Regions from separate parts of the Sus scrofa genome. Here region 2 is linked to region 1. The links are chromatin contacts, called in public Hi-C maps. All regions are on one chromosome and are shown on one strand. The core of a region is the stretch at or near the end of the contact, and the rest is flanking DNA. Distances in the headings are between cores, read along the strand shown. Region 1 holds the start of PAGR1 (PAXIP1-associated glutamate-rich protein 1). Region 2 holds the start of TAOK2 (serine/threonine-protein kinase TAO2).

Evidence for each region. A called contact is a pair of places that touch in the nucleus more often than the background predicts.
Region 2: a contact with region 1 is called in a Hi-C map of skeletal muscle, with 11 times the contacts expected there. The contact joins the promoter of TAOK2 here to the promoter of PAGR1 in region 1. A contact is called at or near these places in 3 of 5 promoter capture datasets (fetal liver, fetal skeletal muscle and liver), 3 of 47 Hi-C or Micro-C datasets (heart right ventricle, liver and skeletal muscle) and 2 of 2 datasets of contacts at active chromatin or transcription factors (alveolar macrophages and skeletal muscle).

What each region holds. Positions count from the first base shown.
Region 1 is chr3:18,050,749-18,055,591 of Sscrofa11.1, reverse strand. It overlaps PAGR1 (PAXIP1-associated glutamate-rich protein 1), which reads right to left and starts at 2,913. Exons shown (of 3, transcript XM_013987719.2): 1 at 1,956-2,913; 2 at 1,711-1,793. The coding sequence starts at 2,437. It overlaps PRRT2 (proline-rich transmembrane protein 2), which reads right to left. Exons shown (of 4, transcript XM_021086428.1): 3 at 4,566-4,698; 4 at 3,111-4,385. The coding sequence ends at 4,375.
Region 2 is chr3:18,175,895-18,180,737 of Sscrofa11.1, reverse strand. TAOK2 (serine/threonine-protein kinase TAO2) reads right to left here and starts at 2,391. Exons shown (of 18, transcript XR_002342897.1): 1 at 1,425-2,391. TMEM219 (insulin-like growth factor-binding protein 3 receptor) reads right to left here. Exons shown (of 7, transcript XM_021088010.1): 6 at 4,175-4,344; 7 at 2,904-3,001. The coding sequence ends at 4,207.

The sequences.
Region 1 (4,843 bases), core at 1,664-4,163:
TTTTTTTAACGGCCGCAGCCATGGCACATGGAAGTTCAGGGACTGAATCCAAACCACAGCTGAGGCTACGCCCGATCCTTTAACCCAGAGCACCAGGCCCAGGATTGAACCCGTCCCTCTCCAGTGAACCAAGTCACTGCAATCAGATTCTTAATCCACTGCACCAAGCAGGAACTCCTCCTTCGGAGAATTTAAAACAGAATTGGGAGTTCCTGTCGTGGCACAGCAGCAACAAATCCTACTAGGAACCATGAGGTTGCAGGTTCGATCCCTGGCCTTGCTCAGTGGGTTAAGGATCCAGTGTTGCCGTGAGCTGTGGTGTAGGTCGCAGATGTGGCCGGATCACGTGTTGCTGTGGTGTAGGCCAGGGGCTGCAGCTCCAATTGGACCGCTAGCCTGGAAACCTCCATTTGCCACACTTGAGGCCCTAAAAATAAAATAATAATAATTTAAAAAAATTTAAAACAGATTTGAGCTGACTTATGTTTTGAAAGAGAGACGGCTTGGATCAGGGTGTCACATTAAAGACAGAGACTAGTAGCTGAATTTGGAAATGTGGAGGCAGACCTAACAAGACTTGCTGCTGGTTTGAATGTTGACATAAAAGAAAGAGAAATCGGGAGTTCCCGTCGTGGCGCAGTGGTTAACAAATCCGACTAGGAACCATGAGGTTGCGGGTTCAATCCCTGCCCTTGCTCAGCGGGTTAACGATCCGGCGTTGCCGTGAGCTGTGGTGTAGGTTGCAGGCGCGGCTCGGATCCCGCGTTGCTGTGGCTCTGGCATAGGCTGGCGGCTACAGCTCCCATTAGACCCCTAGCCTGGGACCCTCCATATGCCGCGGGAGCGGCCCAAGAAATAACAACAATAACAACAACAACAACAACAAAAAAAGACAAAAGACAAAAAAAAAAAAAAAAAAAGAAAGAAAGAGAAATCAAGAATGGCTCTGAGAGGAGTTCCCGTCTTGGCTCAGAGGTTAACGAACCTGACTAGTATCCATGAGGATTCGGGTTCGATCCCTGGCCCCACTCAGTGGGCTAAGGATCCGGTGTTGCCATGAGCCGTGGTGTAGGTCCCAGATGTGGCTTAGATCTCATGTTGCTGTGGCTGTGGTGTAGGCCAGCAGCTATAGCTCTGATTTGACCCCTAGCCTGGGAACCTCCATATGCCGCAGATGCAGCCCTAAACACACACACACACAAGAGAGAGAGAGAGAATGGCTCTGACGGTAAACTCTAGGCATGGGAAGCTAGGTCAGATTAGGAGGTGTACGCAGTAGCATAGGGATGTGGAGCTAGATAATGACCAAGAAGACTCGGACTTCTGGGATGGGGGTGGGGGGGAAATGAGACCAAAGGAATGGGAAATATGATAGAATTACCTGTGATAATCTTTTAAAAGAAAATTGGGTACCACCTAGACTGGAAGGATGGCAACCACTGAGTGCACGCTCTCCCCTGAAGCTGTGATTTGTGTAGCTACCAAGGAACCAAGCAGAGACCTTTTTTTTTTTTTTTTTTTTGACCACACCCATGGAATGTGGAAGTTCCCAGGCCAAGGTTCGAACCTGTGCCAAAGCAGTGACAATGCTGGGTCCTTTGCCACTAAGCCATCAGAGAACGCCTCAAAGACCTCTTTCAGGGAGTCCCTTTCGGAGTAAGTGGGAACAGAGGCCCCCCCGCGCCCCCCATTCTCCACTCTTGTCTGTACCTGGGGTGCGCCTCCGGTCAATCAGGGAGTCCTTTGGTGTCATTGGCTCATCATCAAAATCAAATTCTGTGGGCATGTGCGGCCTGGGACAGGTGGAGAGAGAGAGGAGGGTGAGGGAGATCCTTCCAAACCTCCACTGGTGCTTCTCCCGGGCCTTCGGGCTCTTCCCCTCCCTCTAACTTCCCATGCTCCTGGGTCCCACCTCCCTCCCTATTTCCTCCTGGCATCAAGGAAGCAATCCTCACTTTTCCTCTTCCTCCTCTTTGGCCTCGGGTTCCTCATCAGATCTTTCCTCTTCACTCTGGGCCTCAGGCGTAGGTGGTCGGCGGGGCAGGATCTCTGCCTGAAGCTCCAGGGTACCGTGGGCAGCCAGCAGTTCATAGAGCCGTTGGATTTCGGAGGGAGGTGGCATCCAGGGCTGCCCATCCTCAGGCAGCTCCACCTCTTCATCGCTGCAGGGCACGCACCAGTCCTCGGAGTCTCCCTGGGCGGGCTCTTCCCCCTCAGTGCTGGGGGCTTCTCCCTGCACTTCCTCGGCCCTGGACCCCTCATGTTCGGCCTCCTCCCGGCCTCCTTCCCCCTCTTCCTCGGCTTTATCGGCCGAAGCAGAGGGGCCTCCGGTGTCCTCCACGGCCAGAGCCTGGAGGCCGGAGGTCACTTCCCCTTCTTCAGACAGAGGCGCCGCCGCGGTGGCTGCCGTGTCTCCATGACCCCGGACAAGGGACATAAGCCACTAGGGAAGGGGCCCAGCGATGCCAGGAGATGCAGGAGTACCAAGCCGGGGATTCCCCCCGCGCCCCCTCCCTCCCTCCACTCCCTCCCAAAAAAAGGGATCACCCCGGGGTTCGGGGACTGTTTCGCTAACCAATCAGGCTCCAACAGCGGTCTCGCGACCAGACCACCGGTTCCCAGGAGGGGGCGCTCAGTCCCCTCCAAGGACCCCGCCCCCCACAGATCGAGATCCGGTACTCCGAGGTTTCCAGCGAGCGGCAGAAACCACTTTCCGGGCCGGAGACGGGCGGACCCGCTCTTCTCGCCTCCGCACTACGCCGCTCTACACCTGGATGCGGCGTCCTCTCCCCACACCTCGAAGGTCCCCCACCTCAGCGGCCGTACGCACCTGGAGCTAAGACCCGCCTCCCGGGCCGCGCAGGGTCAAAGTACGCAGGCGCACAGATACGGCGCGGGAGGCTCCGCTTTAGTCAAAGCTACTTGGGAGAGGAAAGCAAGGGGAGGCTTGCACATGCGCAGGTAGGCGCTCGGGAACGATAGGCTTCGGCCCACAGTAAAGATGGCCACGGGGGTGGCGCATGCGCAAATCACCTAGTAGGTTGTGCCCCAAAGGAGGCTGTACCTCCGGCCCCGCGGCGCAGGCACGTAAGGACCAACTGAGGCTGGAGGCGAGTATCATGCAGTCTCCGTTTATTGGTGTTTCAGACTCATGCAGCATCCGGCATACAAAAAGGGAGAATCAGTTTGATGTATCCTTTTTTTTTTTTTTTTTAAAGACTTTTAGGTTTTTTCCCTACGCTTTTTTTTATATTAAAAAAAACACAAAAAAACCAAAACCAAACCAACTCCGAACCGCGTTGTGGCTCAGACCCTGCCTCCCCAGTGAACTGTCGCGTGCAACAAACCTCTCTCGTCCTCTTAGAAAATAATCGCAGCTCTCTCCGCCCCTTCTTTGCTCCCTGCAGCTGGGAGCTTTGGTCCAATTTTTTCTGTTCTTACAGTTACAAAGCACGTGAATGACTCCAGCCGCGACGCCTTTAACAAACCGACTGGGTTAAAAAGCCCAGGCGGGGCAGGTCAGCTCGGGCCGACCGGGGAGGGTTCGAGAGCCTCGCCCCTCCCTTCTACCAGGTGCTTGTTCGGAACAGTACCCGCCACCCCTGCACAAATCTACAAACGAGGCCCGGCTTGCCAGCTCTGCGACCCCGAGGCACCCCGGGGGTGTCTGGGCCTGGGTAGTCCCTGCAGAGAACAGTCGCGAGCCCGGGCTAGGGAGCCCTCTCCAGACACCGCTCCCCTCCCCCAGCCTGATCTAAGTGCTGGAGTTTTTGCAGAATAAACGGTGGAGGAGGGTGGAGGAGAGGATGCAGAGGGGAGATGAGGAGGCAGGAAGAGGAAGGGGGTGGAGGGTGTGGAGAGGGAAGAGGAGATGAATGAGGAAGGGAAGGAAGAGAGGAGGGGGGGGAGGGGGGGATGCTGAGACAATAAAAAGTTGGGAAATGGAGATCCGGGATGAGGTGCAGGGGACTCGGGAGGGTGTAGTGCAGGAAGGCCGCAAGAGATGCAGGAAGGCTGAGAGCAAAGAGAGTCTGGGAGATGGTCAGGGAGGTTTCCAGAAGTGCAAGGAGGTTTCCAGAAGTGCAGGGAGGTTTCCAGAAGTGCAGGGGTAGGGAAGCCAAGAGGCTGAAGGGGAGGCAGGCAAAAGTGCAGGGAGGTTGGACACAGAGCAGGGAACAGGGAGGCCTACGGTTGGCAGAGGAGCCTGGCAGGATGCAGGAGCAGGAAAGAAGCTGTAAACAAGGCTGCTCAGGCTCCATTGGTCCCTATGGGTGCGGGCCTGGGCCATGGATTGGGCTCCCCCCCAAAGGGGAGGATGGGCCCAAGGCAGCTCCCAACAGGAAAAAAAAGTCTTGGAATGCAGGGCAGAGCCCCTCACTTATACACTGTGGGAGAGGAGAGGGAGGGACAGACAGAGACGGGCGGGGCGGGGAGGGGAGGGGGAGACAAGGAGAGACAAATAAGTCGGGAAGACAGACAGACAGGAGAGAGCAGGGGCAGGGGTTAGTAAAGCTGCCCTTGCCAACCCTTCCATTCCTCCCGGCCTGTCCCAGACCCCCACTCACCGCCCAAGTTGATGACGCAGGAGGCGATGATGATAAGGACCCCCCCTACCAGCGCCACGATGCTTAAGAGCTTGGCCACGCGACCCAGACGCTGGGCACCATCCACGTCCCCCTGCTGCAGGCTGTTCCGGGACTGGGGTTAGGGTGAGGGGTGGGGGGGGTGGGCATCCACCCAGGTCAGGAGAAACCAGCCCAGCAGGGAGCAGGTGCAAGAGTCGTCCCGAGGAGACAGGTCAGCCGGTGGCCAGTGGTGAAGGGAGGAGGGAGATTGGAGAGGC
Region 2 (4,843 bases), core at 1,142-3,641, 130 kb before region 1:
GGGCCTCTGCATCAAATAACAAACATATGAGTGGTTACCAAGGTCTGTGCTAAATCATAACCACCTTCTAAAATGGACAATGTTATCTCCACTCTACAGATGAGGAAACCCAAGTCTGTCGGTCCTAAGCTACACTACCAGCGCATATCATCCACAAAGTACAGCAACAGGGCTCTGAGTAAGTTCCTTACACTTGGTCTTCTCATCAGTAAAACGGATGACAGTGTGGGGCTGTTGTGAATTTTTTAATGAGATCTCATACTTGGGAGGAACACCATGCAGACACTCAGTATACGGATTTTTCTCTCTGCTTCCAGAGTCACCCAACAAGGCTCTAATGCTTTGGGGATCATCCTACCCTACCTACCTACAGCTCGGCTTTAACTGTTAAAGAGACACCACTGTCATTTGTCAGAAGAGGCAGCCCTCTCAGGAACCCAGGCCAAAGACTGGGATCAGGGTAAAAGATGAAGGTCACAGTAGAGAGAAAAATCCATGAAGCAAAAGGCAGAAGCCAGAACTTCCCATCAGGACAAGCTCCTGAGAATAGCCCTCAAGTAGCTCCTCTCTCTTCCATTCTTAAATCTCACCCCAACTCATTCTCCTCTGCACCCCTGGCTAACCCCAAGCACAGAACAAAAGAGATAACGAGAGACGGGTATGGCGCAGAGGGGGCAAGACTTGATCAAGGGCTTGGGTTCCAATTCTGATTCTGCCACTGTGTGACCTTGGGCAACCTCTCTGGGCCTTAATGTTCTCAACTGTAAAATGGGAAGACAGCAATCAATGAGCCCCTCACCAGATGAATGGAGGGGAAGAGGTCACATGAGAGAAGAGATATAAAGCACTTTGGAAATAAATTGCCAGACAAATGGGCTCACTTCTACCATCACAGCAAGAGGTTGGAAGGTAACAATAGGCTGGGGGGAAATATTGCCAGGTACCCCCAGATACAAATGCACTCACACACTTCCTTGAAAGGACAAGAAACCCAACCAGACCATGCCTGAAAAACAGATAAACAGACCCACCACAGGGATCAGAGGCATGGGAATCAACAACCCAGAGCAGTAAGGAAAGAGGGTTACAATCATGGAGAAGGGGTAGCAGTGAGGGGCAAAGTGAACAGAGAGACCAGAAGGGCACAAACCCATCCGATTAGCTCAAGCACCCTAGGGTATGACCCCCGGTGACATCGGAGACCCTGTCACCTGAGGTCCCCCAGCAACCAGGCAATAATGAAGGGAAGAGGAAGGGAAAGAGGGTGGCAGCAAAAGGCAAGGCTAGTCAGAGGCTGACCACTGGCCCCGTTGGGCTTCCCCATCCTGAGGACAGGGCCTACCCAGGGCCAGCTTCCCAGAAAGAAGCACCCTTTCTTCTCAAGCTAGACACAGGGACCCGCGCCCCTGCACCCCGTGTCTCACCTGGTAGGGGTCACTATGGTGCCCCAGCGCCTCCGCCTCCTCCTGGGGTCCTCCAGCGGCTCTGCCAAGCAGGGAGAGGGGCAAGGAGACCTTTCCCCTTGCCACCTCTTCCTCGGCTTTCGCCCTTCCTGAGGGGCGGGCCCGGGAAGCCTCCCGTGGAGGGGAGGGGGTGACAACCTGATCTGACCTCGCGGTCCAGTCCTCCTCCTCCTCGAGGGCGACAGTTGCTGAATCCCGGATTTCTGATTGTGGGGTCTGAGCCCCAGATATTTGAACGGGGGGAGGCTGAATCTGATATCTGAACTAGTGGGGAATGAACCCCGGATACTGGTACACGCAGGATCCTGAACACCAGATATTTGAAATTCTATGAAACAGAGCCCCAGGTTTAGAGAGGTTGGGACCCGAGTCCCGGATATCTGAAATCTGAGGGGCTGATACCCGGATATTTGAGAAGCGTGGGGTCAAGCCCGGAAATTCGAGACCGAAGGGACTGAGCCCCAGGTCTTCGGCCACCGACAGGGGGCCTACCCCGAGGACGGTCGACCGCACGGCCCCTCTCACGCCGGGGTCCGAGGGTGACAGCCTCCACTCCCGCCCCGGCCTCCTCCCTTTCCCCTTCTCTCTCCCGAGGATAGCGGAAAGATTGTAGCTAAGGGCGGTCCCCGTGCCCTCTCTCCCTCTCCTCTTCTCAGTCTCAGCTTCTCTCCGCACCACAGCCCCGGTCTCGTCCCGGTCTCCCTCTCCCTCTTCCTCCCAATTCCAAGATGGAGACCGGGCGGGAGCGCGCAGGCGCGGTAGAGACGCCGGGCCAAGGGGGCGGGGCTCAGAAGGGAATAGTCCCGCCCCCTCCCCTTACCGCTGCGGCCGGGGAGCTGGGCAGTAACCCAGCCAGAGTGCGCGCGCGCCCCGCCACGCGGACCCCGGGTGGGAGGAGGCCGGGAGAAGGGCCAGTCTTGGAGGGGGAGGAGCCCAGCGCGCTGTCCGACAACTGGTGGTGGAAAGGGCTGCGGCGCATGCGCCCGCCCCGCCTTAGCGCTGAGCCCGAGCTTGTTGCTAGGGGAAGCTTTGAGGGGGCGCGGGTGGCAGGAAATAAGAAGCTGCGATCTGCGCCTGCGTGCAGGGTAGAGGTTGGGAGGGGTAAGGGAAGACTGCTGCTGGGCGCGGAAAAGGCGGGAAAACGGACTGTCCTGCTTAGTAACTATCCAGCCGGGACGTGGGCTACCAAGTTCGAGGAATCTTTGCTGGTAAAATTCTGTCATATTTCTTCATTGCAGCATGACGTGCACAAGGTCACACTGCACTTATGTCAAAGCATTTCCATGACCATACCCGAGAGCTGCAGTAACCTATGCCCTATACCGACCTGTATCCCAAACTAGAGAGTCAACAAGGAAAAATCCGCCAAAACCTCGCAAGCCCCTCTACCCTAAAACTCCCACCTTAATCCAATTCCCAATGAACACCCTGGGAAACGCTGGGCAAAAAAAAAAGCCTTTTATTTCCTCCCACATTCCAGCTCTCCACTTTTTGTAACATCTCTTCCAACTCCGAACGAAGACCCAAGAAGTTCACACCTGAAGAGAACAAAATAAAAAAACAGGGCAGGTCAGAGGACCCGTGGAGGAAGCTCTGGGATGGCTGTAGAAATTGAGGAAGGAGCAGAGGAAGTGACAACTAGAGATAGGTACAGGCACTTATGCCAACTGAGATGGCCTCAGGACCCCAGGATCTGCCAGGAGTCAGAAACTCTTCCTTTCCAGTCTGCTCAGATCTAAGAAAGGCTGAGAGGGATCCGCCTTTCTCCATCCCAGGTAGGTGGTCGCGGAATTCCTGTGGCACAGCAAGTTAAGGATCCCACTTTGTCACTGCAGCGGTGTGGGCCACTGATGTGGCATGGGTTTGATACCTGGGCCTGGGAACTTCCACAGGCCACAGGCAGAGCCCCCCCCCCCCAAAAAAAAAGGAAAAGGAAAAAGAAGAAAACTAGGTAAGTCTTGAGGGTCTAAATCCTTTCGTCAGAGCCATTCCCTGGGCCTGTGCTGTTTCTTCTTCTCTCGCAGTTATTTCCTAAGGCACAGCAGCCAGCAAGCTGAGAACAGTTTAGGAGCTGGGTGTACAATATATGACTCATTTTCAAATTATATGAGACTCACCTGAAAGGGTGAGATTTTTTTACAGGATATATATATATATATTTTAACCATAATGAGCTGACCCACTAACTAGTCCAATATGTCCCACACTCCCACTTTGGAAGATGTGTTCCCTCCAAAGACCCTGCTAGCAGAATCAACTTTATCTAAATGGAATGATGGCTAATGGAAAAAGAGAAGATGCATGTGAAGTCCTTGGGCACGTAGTATGTGCCCAGTAAATGGAATCATCAATCAATTCCTTTGAGCAGTTCAAAATGAATTTTACAAAATTTGCATCATAAAACAGGGTATCAGAATTTTAGGACAAATGCAAAACAAACATTAATTCATATCCAGAACATATCAAATTTGAACCCTCTTCATTCACCACTGATGCCAAAAAGCCTGGATGAGAACTACACCTATGGATGAATCTTAAAATCAGAATGTTTAACCAAAAGAAGTCAGTCACAAAAGAATATGAGTCCACCCATATAAGGCACAGAAATAAGTAAAGCCAAACCATATTGTTTAGGAATGGCTCTTTCTCAGTTAGAATTGCCACCCCCGCCCCATACCCTGTTCCCACAGGACTGAGGCAAAGAACCTTACCTGAGAACGAGACAGGAACTAGGCCAGTGCCCTCAGAGCCGGGTTCTAGACCAGTGGGACTCCCGGCGCGGGGGGAAGCACAGAGCAGTGAGACAGCAGAGAGGGCCACAGAAGAGAAGCAGGAACGAGCCCAAAACCAGCAGCCTGGAGCCACACAGAGCCAGCTCCTCCTAGGGGTGAGGACAGGGAGGGGAGGAGGAATGATGGAGAGGCACTGTAGAGAAACTTCCCTTGGAAAGACATCTTAGATACCCTAACCTAAGGGCTATAGAGAGAAGCCTCCATGGGGGAGAGGAGCAACTAAAAGGAAAATGTTATTTTTATACAGGCTAACATTTGTCTTTTTTTTTTTTTTTTTTTTGTCTTTTTTGTTGTTGTTGTTGCTATTTCTTGGGCCGCTCCCGCGGCATATGGAGGTTCCCAGGCTAGGGGTCTAATCGGAGCTGTTGACACCGGCCTACACCAGAGCCACAGCAACGCGGGATCCGAGCCGAGTCTGCAACCTACACCACAGCTCACGGCAACGCCGGATCGTTAACCCACTGAGCAAGGGCAGGGACCGAACCCGCAACCTCATGGTTCCTAGTCGGATTCGTTAACCACTGCGCCACGACAGGAACTCCACATTTGTCTCAATGGTTTACAGACTGCTTTATTGCCCAAGCATCA